Linked DNA regions of Mus musculus: region 2 is linked to region 1. Evidence: chromatin contacts called from public HiChIP or PLAC-seq data. All regions are on one chromosome and are shown on one strand. Each heading gives the region's core, a stretch centred on a gene start, on an enhancer-like site or on the middle of the called end of the contact. The rest is flanking DNA. Distances are from core to core; before and after follow the strand shown.

Evidence for each region. HiChIP or PLAC-seq counts read pairs in DNA pulled down with a chosen protein or histone mark.
Region 2: an H3K4me3 HiChIP or PLAC-seq map of stem cell-derived neural progenitor cells shows a contact between it and region 1, with 7 times the contacts expected there. The contact joins two enhancer-like sites. A contact is called at or near these places in 1 of 39 promoter capture datasets (embryonic stem cells), 3 of 15 datasets of contacts at CTCF or cohesin (embryonic stem cells, pro-B cells and stem cell-derived epiblast-like cells), 33 of 484 Hi-C or Micro-C datasets (B cells, the C2C12 cell line, the G1E-ER4 cell line and 23 more), 19 of 115 datasets of contacts at active chromatin or transcription factors (the HPC-7 cell line, PVALB interneurons, bone marrow-derived dendritic cells and 10 more) and 2 of 9 other capture datasets (embryonic tail and macrophages).

The regions. Positions count from the first base shown.
Region 1 is chrY:90,727,636-90,734,453 of GRCm38.p6, reverse strand. No RefSeq gene overlaps it. Among named protein-coding and RNA genes, the nearest start is that of Gm52481, 12 kb to the left of the region's middle. Within about 2 kb of position 3,368, at least 13 of the 459 cell types and tissues checked have an H3K27ac peak or open chromatin away from gene starts, as enhancers often do. A contact at or near this core is called in stem cell-derived neural progenitor cells, where this site is marked.
Region 2 is chrY:90,825,493-90,832,310 of GRCm38.p6, reverse strand. No RefSeq gene overlaps it. Among named protein-coding and RNA genes, the nearest start is that of Gm33272, 35 kb to the right of the region's middle. Within about 2 kb of position 3,565, at least 11 of the 459 cell types and tissues checked have an H3K27ac peak or open chromatin away from gene starts, as enhancers often do. A contact at or near this core is called in stem cell-derived neural progenitor cells, where this site is marked.

The DNA of each region.
Region 1 (6,818 bases), core at 2,119-4,618:
AATGTTTATGTGAATTTGCATCTCTGTGTGCCTCATAATGCAAATCTGTGCGAGTTCACTGGGTCCTAGTTAAAGTCTCTGTGAGTTACCTGAGCGCCTCATTTAAATGGTGGAGCACCAGAGCAACCCTCTCAGTGTGAAGCCCAGACACAAAACAGAAATCAATTCAAAGAATTGAATTCTAAAAATTCAAAAAAGAATTTCACAAAAATTCCCCTGCATCCTAACGAGTTTCCAAGGTGCTGATTTAAACCTACACAAGTTCCCTGGTAAAAACCCGGGCGTGGTGGCTGAGAGAAACCAAGTCTGTCCCAAAGCCACCAGGCCTCTAATCCCTACCTACCCTCCAGAGACAGAGCCAGGTGGATCTCTGAGTCCCAGGCCAGCCTGCTCTACAGAGCGAGCTTAGAGAAACCCTTTCTCCAAAAACCTGAAAAGAAACTAAAAATAAAAATCCAAAAAGAGAGAAACAGGCAGATAAATAATCGTTTAACCTCCAAAAAATTAAATCTGAAAAGTCATCAGAAAAGAAAAAAAATATGCCAAATCTTCGAAAAAAAATCTCAAATTTCACAGTGACGTTCTATCTCCACGAGTTTCACGGGTTCTAATTTAAACCTGCACTAGTTTTGGAATCTGATTCCTAATTTAAACCTGCACTAGTTTTGGAAAGATCAGGAATTCAAGGCCCATACCTAACATGATAAAAGCAATCTACAGCAAACCAGGAGCCAACATCAAAGTAAATGGAGAGAAGCTGGAAGCAATCCCACTAAAATCAGGGACTAGACAAGGCTGCCCACTCTCTCCCTACCTCTTCAACATAGTACTTGAAGTATTAGCCAGAGCAATTAGACAACAACAGGAGATCAAGGGGATACAAATTGGAAAAGAGGAAGTCAAAATATCACTTTTTGCAGATGATATGATAATATGTATACGTGACCCAAAAATTCCACCAGAGAACTCCTAAACCTGATAAACAGCTTCGGTGAAGTAGCTGGATATAAAATTAACTCAAACAAGTCAATGGCCTTTCTCTACACAAAGAATAAACAGGCTGAGAAAGAAGTTAGGGAAACAACACCCTTCTCAATAGTCACAAATAATATAAAATATCTTGGCGTAACGTTAACTAAGGAAGTGAAAGATCTGTATGATTAAAAAGTTCAAATCTCTGAAGAAAGAAATTAAAGAAGATCTCAGAAGATGGAAAGATCTCCCATGCTCATGGATTGGCAGGATCAACATTGTAAAAATGGCTATCTTGCCAAAAGCAATCTACAGATTCAATGCAATCCCCATCAAAATTCCAACTCAATTCTTCAACGGATTAGAAGGAGCAATTTGCAAATTTATCTGGAATAACAAAAAACCTAGGATAGCAAAAAGTCTTCTCAAGGGTTTGAAAAAAAATCTCAAATGTCGCAGGGACCTTCTATCTACACGAGTTTCGCGGGTTCTAATTTAACCCTGCACAGATTCCCTGATTCCTAATTTAAACCTGCACGAGTTTCCAAGGTGCTGATTTAAACCTGTACAAGTTCCCTGGTAAAAACCCGGGCGTGGTGGCTGAGAGAAACCAAGTCTGTCCCAAAGCCACCAGGCCTCTAATCCCTACCTACCCTCCAGAGACAGAGCCAGGTGGATCTCTGAGTCCCAGGCCAGCCTGCTATACAGAGCCAGCTTAGAGAAACCCTTTCTCCAAAAACCTGAAAAGAAACTAAAAATAAAAACTCAACTAAAATAAGAATAATTGGGGAAAAAACCAAGTCTCGCGAGCACGGGTGTCTCCGGGGTTAAAAATTACAAAATTAAAATGTTCAACAGTGAAAAAAATACAAAAATAAAAATTAAAATTAAAACTGAAGAAAAATGACAAATCTTCAAATAAAACTCAAATATCGTAGTGACTTTCTATCTCCACGAGTTTTGCGGGTTCTAATTTAAACCTGCACAAATTACTGGGTTCTAAATTAAACCATTAATTTCACACTCAAAAATAGAAGGTGAAGATAATTAGAGAAAAGAAAAATACCTAGTCTTGAATAAAAACAACAATAAAAAATTGCAAGCCTGCACTGACGTCCTGTCGCCACTGGGTGGCGCCAGAGACAGAGTCTCACGGTGAAGCACAGAGAACACAGATCTTGCATAAAAACCAAAAAACAGATTCCCTGCATCCTAATTTAAACCTGCACAGATTCCCTGATTCCTAATTTAATCCCACACGAGTTCGCCTGCATCCTGATTTAAACCTGCACACATTCCCAGGTTCTAAATTAAACCTTGAATTTCACACTCAAAAATAAAAGGTGAAGATAAGTCGCGAAAAGAAAAATACCTAGTCTTGAATGAAAACAACAATAAAAATACGGCAATAGCGGCTTGACAACACATCTAAAAGCTCTAGAACTAAAGGAAGCAAACTCACCCAAGAGGAGTAGACAGATGGCAGGAAATAATCAAACTCAGGGGTGAAATCAACCAAGTGGAAACAAGAAGAACTATTCAAGGAATTAACCAAACCAGGAGCTGGTTCTTTGAGAAAATCAACAAGATAGATAAACCCTTAGCTAGACTCACTAGAGGGCACAGGGACAAAATCCTAATTAACAAAATCAGAACTGAAAAGGGAGACATGACAACAGATCCGGAAGAAATCCAAAACACCATCAGAAATCAAAACACCTGTGCCTAAAAACCAAATAATAAAATTTTTTAAAGATTTGTAAAGATAAAATTAAAAAAAAATAATTAGAAAAAATATAAAGCATTGACAAAATCCCCCAAAATTGGAATGTTTATTTAAAAATTACAAAATAAAAATATTCAACAGTCAAAAATTCAAAACAAAAAACCCTGTCTCGAAAAAAATTTTTTGTCTCTGTATGTCTGTGTCTCTGTCTCCCTGTCTCTCTGTCTCCCTGTCTTTGTCTGTCTGTCTCTCTGTTAAGTAAAGATAATTAGAAGTGAAGATAATTAGAGAAAAGAAAAATACCTCGTCTTGAATAAAACCAACCATAAACAATGGCAAGGTTGCACTGACGTCCTGTGGCCACTGGGTGGCGCCAGAGCATCTGAGCGCCTCAGTGTGCAAATCTAAGCCTCGCATTTCAAAGTTTCTGCAAATTTGCATCTCTGTGAGCCTCATTATGCAAATCTGTGCGAGCTCCCTGGGTCCTGGTTAAAGTCTCTGTGAGTTACCTGAGGGCCTCATTTAAATGGTGGAGGACCAGACACAAAACAAAAATCAATTCAAAGAGTCAGAGAGAGGCTCATCTCCCTACACTTCTACAGGCGCAAAGGGAGCAGGGGATGCGGACCTGAGATGCCGCCTGCCCGGGGACGCCACTGAGGAAGCCACACCCCTCGTCGGGAGCCCGGGCTGGGATTCGGGTCCCAGATTCGTCCCCATGAGGCAGAGAAGGTAGGGAGGCGGGGGGGACAGAGAGAGGACAGAGACCAGAGCTGCTCGGGCCACGGACAGGAATCAGGAATTCAAGGCCCACAGCTAAACATGATAAAAGCAATCTACAGCAAACCAGGAGCCAGCATCAGAGTAAATGGAGAGAAGCTGGAAGCAATCCCACTAAAATCAGGGACTAGACAAGGCTGCCCACTCTCTCCCTACCTCTTCAACATAGTACTTGAAGTATTAGCCAGAGCAATTCCACAACAACAGGAGATCAAGGGGATACAAATTGGAAAAGAGGAAGTCAAAATATCACTTTTTGCAGATGATATGATAGTGTATATAAGTGACCCTAAAAATTCCACCAGAGAACTCCTAAGCCTGATAAACAGCTTCGCCGAAGTAGCTGGATATAAAATTAACTCAAACAAGTCAATGGCCTTTCTCTACACAAAGAATAAACAGGCTGAGAAAGAAATTAGGGAAACAACACCCTTCTCAATAGTTACAAATAGTATAAAATATCTTGGCATAATGCTAACTAAGGAGGTGAAAGATCTGTATGATAAAAACTTCAAGTCTCTGAAGAAAGAAATTAAAGAAGATCCCAGAAGAGCGAGCTTAGAGAAACCCTTTCTCTAAAAACCTAAAAAGAAACTAAAAATAAAAATCCAAAAAGAAAGAAACAGGCAGATAAATAATCGTTTAACCTCCAAAAAATTAAATCTGAAAAGTCATCAGAAAAGAAAAAAAAATGCCAAATCTTCGAAAAAAATCTCAAATATCTCAGTGACGTTCTATCTCCACGAGTTTTGCGGGTTCTAATTTAATCCCACACGAGTTCGCCTGCATCCTGACTTAAACCCGCACAAATTCCCAGGTTCTAAATTAAACCTTGAATTTCACACTCAAAAATAAAAGGTGAAGATAAGTCGCGAAAAGAAAAATGCCTAGTCTTGAATGAAAACAACAATAAAAAAACGGCAATAGCGGCTTGACAACACATCTAAAAGCTCTAGAAAAAAAGGAAGCAAACTCACCCAAGAGGAGTAGACAGATGGCAGGAAATAATCAAACTCAGGGGTGAAATCAACCAAGTGGAAACAAGAAGAACTATTCAAGGAATTAACCAAACGAGGAGTTGGTTCTTTGAGAAAATCAACAAGATAGATAAACCCTTAGCTAGACTCACTAGAGGGCACAGGGACAAAATCCTAATTAACAAAATCAGAACTGAAAAGGGAGACATGACAACAGATCCTGAAGAAATCCAAAACACCATCAGAAATCAAAACACCTGTGTCTAAAAACCAAATAATAAAAATCTTTTAAAGATTTGTAAAGATAAAATTTTTAAAGAATAATTAGAAAAAAATATAAAGCATTGACAAAACCCCCCAAAATTGGAATGTTTATTTAAAAATTACAAAATAAAAATATTCAACAGTCAAAAATTCAAAACAAAAAACCCTGTCTCGAAAAAAATTTTTTGTCTCTGTATGTCTGTGTCTCTGTCTCCCTGTCTCTCTGTCTGTCTCTCTCTATTAAGTAAAGATAATTAGAATTGAAGATAATTAGAGTAAAGAAAAATACCTCCTCTTGAAGAAAACCAACAATAAAAAATCGCAAGGTTGCACTGACGTCCTGTGGCCACTGGGTGGCGCCAGAGCATCTGAGCTCCTCATTGTGCAAATCTGAGCCTCGCATTTTAAAGTTTCTGCAAATTTGCATCTCTGTGAGCCTCATTATGCAAATCTGTGCGAGCTCCCTGGGTCCTGGTTAAAATCTCTGTGAGTTACCTGAGGGCCTCATTTAAATGGTGGAGCACCAGAGACAAAACAAAAATCAATTCAAAGAGTCAGAGAGAGGCTCATCTCCCTACACTTCTACAGGCGCAAAGGGAGCAGGGGACGCGGACCTGAGATGCCGCCTGCCCGGGGACGTCACTGAGGAAGTCACACCCCTCGTCGGGAGCCCGGGCTGGGATTCGGGTCCCAGATTCGTCCCCATGAGGCAGAGAAGGTAGGGAGGCGGGGGACAGAGAGAGGACAGAGACACGAGCTGCGGGGGCCACGGACTCAGGCTTGGTCCCCGGGTGGAAGAAAGTGGAAGAAGGAAGGAGAAGGGCGGGGACAGAGAGACAGACAGAAACCTGCACGAGTTTCCAAGGTGCTGATTTAAACCGACAAGTTCCCCTGGTAAAAATCCGGGCGTGGTGGCCCAGGCCTTCCATCCCAGCCCTGGGGACACAGACGCAGGCAGATCTCTGAATCCGAGGTCAGCCTGGTCTCCAGAGCACATTGCGGGACAGCCAGGGCTACACAGAGAAACCCTGTGTCTAAAAACCAAATAATAAAAAACTTTTAAAGATTTGTAAAGATAAAATAAAAAAAATAATTAGAAAAAATATAAAGCATTGAAAAAAACCATCCAAAATTGGAATGTGTATTAAAAAATTACAAAATTAAAATGTTCAACAGTCAAAAATACAAAAATTAACATTGAAACTGAAAAGAAAAATAAATGACAAATCTTAAAATAAAACTCAAATATCTCAGTGACATTCTATCTCCACGAGTTTTGCGGGTTCTAATTTAATCCCAGAGGAGTTCGCCTACATCCTGACTTAAACCCACAAAAATTCCCATGTTCTAAATTAAACCTTGAATTTCACACTCAAAAATAAAAGGTGAAGATAAGTAGCGAAAAGAAAAATACCTAGTCTTGAATGAAAACAACAATAAAAATACGGCAATAGCGGCTTGACAACACATCTAAAAGCTCTAGAACTAAAGGAAGCAAACTCACCCAAGAGGAGTAGACAGATGGCAGGAAATAATCAAACTCAGGGGTGAAATCAACCAAGTGGAAACAAGAAGAACTATTCAAGGAATTAACCAAACGAGGAGCTGGTTCTTTGAGAAAATCAACAAGATAGATAAACCCTTAGCTAGACTCACTAGAGGGCACAGGGACAAAATCCTAATGAACAAAATCAGAACTGAAAAGGGAGACATAACAACAGATCCTGAAGAAATCCAAAACACCAACAGATCCTTCTACAAAAGGCTATACTCAACAAAAGTGGAAAACCTGGACGAAATGGACAAATTTCTGCACAGATACCAGGTACCAAAGTGTAATCAGGGTCAAGTTGACCATCTAAACAGTCCCATATCACCTAAAGAAATAGAAGCAGTTATAAATAGTCTCCCAACCAAAAAAAGCCCAGGACCAGACGGGTTTAGTGCAGAGTTCTACAGATTCCCTGATTCCTAATTTAACCCTGCACGAGTTTCCAAGGTGCTGATTTAAACCTACAAGTTCCCCTGGTAAAAATCCGGGCGTGGTGGCCCAGGCCTTCCATCCCAGTCCTGGGGACACAGACGCAGGCAGATCGCTG
Region 2 (6,818 bases), core at 2,316-4,815, 98 kb before region 1:
CTCTGTATAGCCCTGGATGTCCTTTGTAGATCAGGCTGGCCTCGAACTCAGAAATCCACCTGCCTCTGCCTCCCAAGTGCTGGGATTAAAGGCGTGCGCCCCCACCGCCCGGCATCCTTTTTCTTTAATGCTTCCTGCTCCCTTTTTTATATACCAGGGCATGATATCCTCTTTGGTTCAAATAGCTTTTATGACTCTGATGGCTCCTTCCTCAGTCAATTATCACAAAATAACTTGGAATTCCTTTTTAAAAAGTATTCTTTGAGAATATTAACAATTAGGATAAATGTAATAGTAGATACTGTTCCTGCCATTTTTCTACTCATAAATAATTACCTAGTACTTACTTAGAATACACTTACTTCCACTCCAAAGGATTTACAAAGCAGCAGGTAAATAGATACTCTTAAATTTTGTTAAGAATTACTTCTAATGGTATGTACGACTGTTTTTAAAATGGCCACAATTAATTGAGTAATTTTTTTTTTAATGAGTATCTTAACTAGAACAATATCTGATCCCTGGAAATAAATAATCTGGTGGTAAGTTTCTTGAATTTATTTCCCATCTGAAAATTACTATACATGATAGGATATAATTTTACATCACATTACAATGAATAATATTTTGTAAATTCCAGTCATACTAAAATTGCATTAGGAACATGGCATTAGTTCTGAAAACATTACCAGCCATAATGCAAACCAGACACTAATGCTTTGAGAAGTAACTTGCTGAAATGGGATGAAATAATCACGCGATACATAAACCATTTATAGGATTTACCTTAAAGCACAGGTGATTTGTTTTTACTGAAGAGAAATAATTCTTTCTTATTATTCCAAACATCAAGTGCCATCGCATCATAAAAATAAAATATGGCACATGAACATTCTATTTTTCATCCTTTTATTCATATTCGCTTTGCTATGAAATAACGAAAACATCATGCATCTTCACTATTATTTCCCATATTGTCTAATCAACAAGGTACAAACAAATGCAGTTTCAGTAGATGAGAAAGGTCAAGGTTCTGCAACTTGCAGTCGCCTTCACGTTGCATGCTGCGCCTGAGCAGCATAAAAGACAGAAGTATCATTTAGTGCCAAAAGGAAAGGGTCTGAGGCATGAACCCGAGAGCCAATCCTTTCAACTTCCATTCTCTAACTTTTCTTTCTCCATATACCATATTCATCAGCACTTAAGTGACCAACAGTTAAAACGGATGGTTTAGGCAAGGAAAAACACCTCTCTTGTTAGTCCTAAATACTGCAGAAATTTAGAGCTTGAAAAATTGGCCAACAGACTTACTTCTCAGTAACCAGTTTTAAATTTCCAATCATGAAGAGGGAGCTCATAAGTAAAATCACAACCTTTATGAACACAAAATATTTTAAACCTTACACGGAATCTCCAATATTTACATAAAAGAGAAGCTTTTAAGCTGAGTGTATTTGAAAGCTTAGCTTTATTGTGCTGGGGAATGTACCATCATCAACACCATTGAATGACATAAAATAAGCTGATATCCCCAAATCCTTTTTTATTAGATATTTTCTTCATTTACATTTCAAATGCTATCCCGAAAGTCCCCTCTACCTTCCCCCACCCCCCCCCCGCCCTGCTCCCCGACCCTCCCAAATACTGGAATTTTTAAAGACAGTACTTCTGAAATCTATAGGACAAGTTCAAGTCCTGGCTACTCATTAAATTCCATAAGCTTTCAGGCAAATCGTACCCCCTTTCCTCTCTGTGTGTCTTCATTTCTGTGGACTGGTTGAGATGTGTGCATGTGGAAGCCTAAGGACAACCTTGTTGTCATCTCTCAGACACCATCCCACCATCTACCTTTTTTTCTTTGGTGGTCAGGGTTTCTCATTGGCCTGGAACTTATCAAGTATGCTAGCCTAAACGGTCAGTGAGGGCCTACCTGCTCTCCTTGGCGCAGAGATTACAAGCATGAACCACCCTGACTTGTGATTTGTTTTAGAAACTTAGGTTCTAGGGATCAAACTTGGGTCCTCATGCTTGTAAGTCAAACCCTTTAATGCCTGGACAATTTCATTGGTCCCCACTTCTTTCTTCCTTTCTTACTTTCACTTGCACTTGTCACTCTGGTAAGTGGCATTCTTTCCTGTTTGTACCCTGACTCCTCGATGGTAATGTGATGGAGAAATACTGAGTTGACTTCTACTCAGGCTATTGTGTTACTTAAGTGTGGTTGCTCTCTGCTCCTATGTGAAGCTCTTTAGAATTAGAACCAGCCCATGCTCTTCCAGTGAGTGAAAGACTAGATCACATTGCTTAAAATCCTTGAACTTAGATGTGCACCTGAATAAAGGTAAGCATAGTTCTGTCTTTATGAAAGATCCATAAGTGATATCGATATAACGTCTTGTTTGGTTGTTGTCGTTCCAGAATTGGGGCAGAAGTGCAGATTGATTACTGAATATCTTTGCTATCTAAGGTTCGATATCTATAGTTATGCAAATACAACCAATTAGAGGATGGGCTGTAAAAACTGTACATGTGAACTACGGCCACAATCAGGGAAAGGACTCGTGCTATTATTCCATCTTTGATTCTATCTATGACATATGGCTGAGCAAGTATCTCTATGTTAGGATATGGAGTCCTTTGGGTACATGACCAGGATTTGTCTAACTAGTTGTGTGTGTGTGTGTGTGTGTGTGTGTGTGTGTGTGTGTGTGTGTGTGTCTATTTCTTTTTATTGGGGAATTGAGTCGATTGATATTAAGAGATATTAAGTTAAAGTAATTGTTGCTTCCAATTAGTATAAATATACAAAGATAAATCATAACAAAATATTAAGAATGACAAGAATAGAAAACGTCCTATTTTATTTTACTACACACACACACACACACACACACACACACAAACACACACACACTTTCACATGTTTAATGTATATATAGGTTGACATATTCTGGGTTCACACATATGCAAAGAGTGGTGAGCCATCAACGAGAATAAAAGAAAAACGAACGTGCACGTAGATGCTTTCAAAAATAATCAACGCTCACGGAAACCAAAAACAAGTGTCCTTTGAAAAAAAGAAAATCGAAAGGTCACGACCACCGCATTCTCCTCTGTCACCACCGGGTGGCGACAGAGAGCACGCCGGGAAAAAACTTCCACCAAAGGGGTCGGATCTGCCTGCTTCATCCCGGCCAGGGTGAGGGGAAGCCGGCCAGGCTGGCGGATCCGACCCGGCGAGGCGGTCGCGCTTTCCATCGGTCGGTCCCCGGGAGGTTGTACTTTGTGAGATACAGGAAGTGCCTCCATTTTGGACAGGAAGTCGAGCCCAGGCGCTCATGGGAGCTGTAGTGCGTCTAGGGCCCAGCGCCGATCTCCGGGGCCACCCGGTGGCGAAAAACGCGCAAGTGCACCCCCGGTTCTCTGCCTCGTGGGGACGGATCTGGGACCCGAAGGCCAGCCGCGGTTCCAGACCTGCGGTGCGGCCGTGTCGGCGGCGTCCCCGGGCAGACGGGGGTTCAGGTCCGCGGCCGCCGCTCCAGGTTGTACCTGTAGAAGTGCAGGGACAGAGCCTCTCTCTGTCTCTCTGTCTATGTGTCTAAGTCTCTCTCTGTCCCTCTGTCTGACTCTAAGTCTCTCCTCCTCCTCCTCCTCCTCCTCCTCCTCCCTTCCACCCGGGGCTGCCTGGCGTCGGCGTCCGCCATCGAGGGACCCATCCCGGCTTCCACGAGTCCCGCAGCCCCCGGCTCTCCCTTCTCCTTCCTTCTCCTTCCTTCTCCTGCTTCCTTCTTCCATCCCGGCCTGCCTGGTCTCTGCCGTGGCCCGCGCAGCTCGGGTCTCTGTGTCTGTCTGTCCCCCTGTCCTGGTTCTCCCTTCTTCTTCCATCCCGGCCTGCCTGGTCTCTGCCGTGGCCCGCGCAGCTCGGGTCTCTGTGTCTGTCTGTCCCCCTGTCCTGGTTCTCCCTTCTCCTGCTTCCTTCTTCCATCCCGGCCTGCCTGGTCTCTGCCGTGGCCCGCGCAGCTCGGGTCTCTGTGTCTGTCTGTCCCCCTGTCCTGGTTCTCCCTTCTCCTTCCTTCTTCCATCCCGGCCTGCCTGGTCTCTGCCATGGCCCGCGCAGCTCGGGTCTCTGCGTCTGTCTGTCCCCCTGTCCTGGTTCTCCCTTCTCCTTCCTTCTCCCTGCTTCCTTCTCCCCGGGGACCAAGCCCGAGTCTGCATCCGACCGAGATGCACCATCCCGGCTTCCGTGTGTCTCGCCGTCCCCCGGTCTCTGTCTGTCAACCTCCCTTCTCCTTCCTTCTTCCACCCAGGGACCAAGCCCGAGTCCGTGTCCCGCGCAGTCTGGGTCTGTCTGTCCCCCTGTCCCCCTGTCCCGGTTCTTCCTTCTTCCTGCTTCCTTCTTCCATCCCGGCCTGCCTGGTCTCTGCCGTGGCCCGCGCAGCTCGGGTCTCTGCGTCTGTCTGTCCCCCTGTCCCGGTTCTTCCTTCTCCTGCTTCCTTCTTCCATCCCGGCCTGCCTGGTCTCTGCCGTGGCCCGCGCAGCTCGGGTCTCTGCGTCTGTCTGTCCCCCTGTCCTGGTTCTCCCTTCTCCTTCCTTCTTCCATCCCGGCCTGCCTGGTCTCTGCCATGGCCCGCGCAGCTCGGGTCTCTGCGTCTGTCTGTCCCCCTGTCCCGGTTCTTCCTTCTCCTGCTTCCTTCTTCCATCCCGGCCTGCCTGGTCTCTGCCGTGGCCCGCGCAGCTCGGGTCTCTGCGTCTGTCTGTCCCCCTGTCCTGGTTCTCCCTTCTCCTTCCTTCTTCCATCCCGGCCTGCCTGGTCTCTGCCGTGGCCTGCGCAGCTCGGGTCTCTGCGTCTGTCTGTCCCCCTGTCCTGGTTCTCCCTTCTCCTTCCTTCTCCCTGCTTCCTTCTCCCCGGGGACCAAGCCCGAGTCTGCATCCGACCGAGATGCACCATCCCGGCTTCCGTGTGTCTCGCCGTCCCCCGGTCTCTGTCTGTCAACCTCCCTTCTCCTTCCTTCTTCCACCCAGGGACCAAGCCCGAGTCCGTGTCCCGCGCAGTCTGGGTCTGTCTGTCCCCCTGTCCCCCTGTCCCGGTTCTTCCTTCTTCCTGCTTCCTTCTTCCATCCCGGCCTGCCTGGTCTCTGCCGTGGCCCGCGCAGCTCGGGTCTCTGCGTCTGTCTGTCCCCCTGTCCCGGTTCTTCCTTCTCCTGCTTCCTTCTTCCATCCCGGCCTGCCTGGTCTCTGCCGTGGCCTGCGCAGCTCGGGTCTCTGCGTCTGTCTGTCCCCCTGTCCTGGTTCTCCCTTCTCCTTCCTTCTCCCTGCTTCCTTCTCCCCGGGGACCAAGCCCGAGTCTGCATCCGACCGAGATGCACCATCCCGGCTTCCGTGTGTCTCGCCGTCCCCCGGTCTCTGTCTGTCTCCCTCCCTTCTCCTTCCTTCTTCCACCCAGGGACCAAGCCCGAGTCCGTGTCCCGCGCAGTCTGGGTCTGTCTGTCCCCCTGTCCCCCTGTCCCGGTTCTTCCTTCTTCCTGCTTCCTTCTTCCATCCCGGCCTGCCTGGCCTCTGCCGTGGCCCGCGCAGCTCGGGTCTCTGTGTCTGTCTGTCCCCCTGTCCCCCTGTCCTGGTTCTCCCTTCTCCTTCTTCCATCCCGGCCTGCCTGGTCTCTGCCGTGGCCCGCGCAGCTCGGGTCTCTGTGTCTGTCTGTCCCCCTGTCCCCCTGTCCTGGTTCTCCCTTCTCCTTCTTCCATCCCGGCCTGCCTGGTCTCTGCCGTGGCCCGCGCAGCTCGGGTCTCTGTCTGTCTGTCCCCCTGTCCTGGTTCTCCCTTCTCCTTCCTTCTTCCATCCCGGCCTGCCTGGTCTCTGCCATGGCCCGCGCAGCTCGGGTCTCTGTCTGTCTGTCCCCCTGTCCTGGTTCTCCCTTCTCCTTCTTCCATCCCGGCCTGCCTGGCCTCTGCCGTGGCCCGCGCAGCTCGGGTCTCTGCGTCTGTCTGTCCCCCTGTCCTGGTTCTCCCTTCTCCTTCCTTCTCCCTGCTTCCTTCTCCCCGGGGACCAAGCCCGAGTCTGCATCCGACCGAGACGCACCATCCCGGCTTCCGTGTGTCTCGCCGTCCCCCGGTCTCTGTCTGTCAACCTCCCTTCTCCTTCCTTCTTCCACCCAGGGACCAAGCCCGAGTCCGTGTCCCGCGCAGTCTGGGTCTGTCTGTCCCCCTGTCCCCCTGTCCCGGTTCTTCCTTCTTCCTGCTTCCTTCTTCCATCCCGGCCTGCCTGGTCTCTGCCGTGGCCCGCGCAGCTCGGGTCTCTGCGTCTGTCTGTCCCCCTGTCCCGGTTCTTCCTTCTCCTGCTTCCTTCTTCCATCCCGGCCTGCCTGGTCTCTGCCGTGGCCTGCGCAGCTCGGGTCTCTGCGTCTGTCTGTCCCCCTGTCCTGGTTCTCCCTTCTCCTTCCTTCTCCCTGCTTCCTTCTCCCCGGGGACCAAGCCCGAGTCTGCATCCGACCGAGATGCACCATCCCGGCTTCCGTGTGTCTCGCCGTCCCCCGGTCTCTGTCTGTCTCCCTCCCTTCTCCTTCCTTCTTCCACCCAGGGACCAAGCCCGAGTCCGTGTCCCGCGCAGTCTGGGTCTGTCTGTCCCACTGTCCCCCTGTCCTGGTTCTCCCTTCTCCTTCCTTCTCCCTGCTTCCTTCTCCCTGGGGACCAAGCCCGAGTCTGCATCCGACCGAGACGCACCATCCCGGCTTCCGTGCGTCTCGCCGTCCCCGGGTCTCTCCGTCTCCTTCCTTCTTCCACTTTCTTCCACCCGGGGACCAAGCCCGAGTCCGTGTCCCGAGC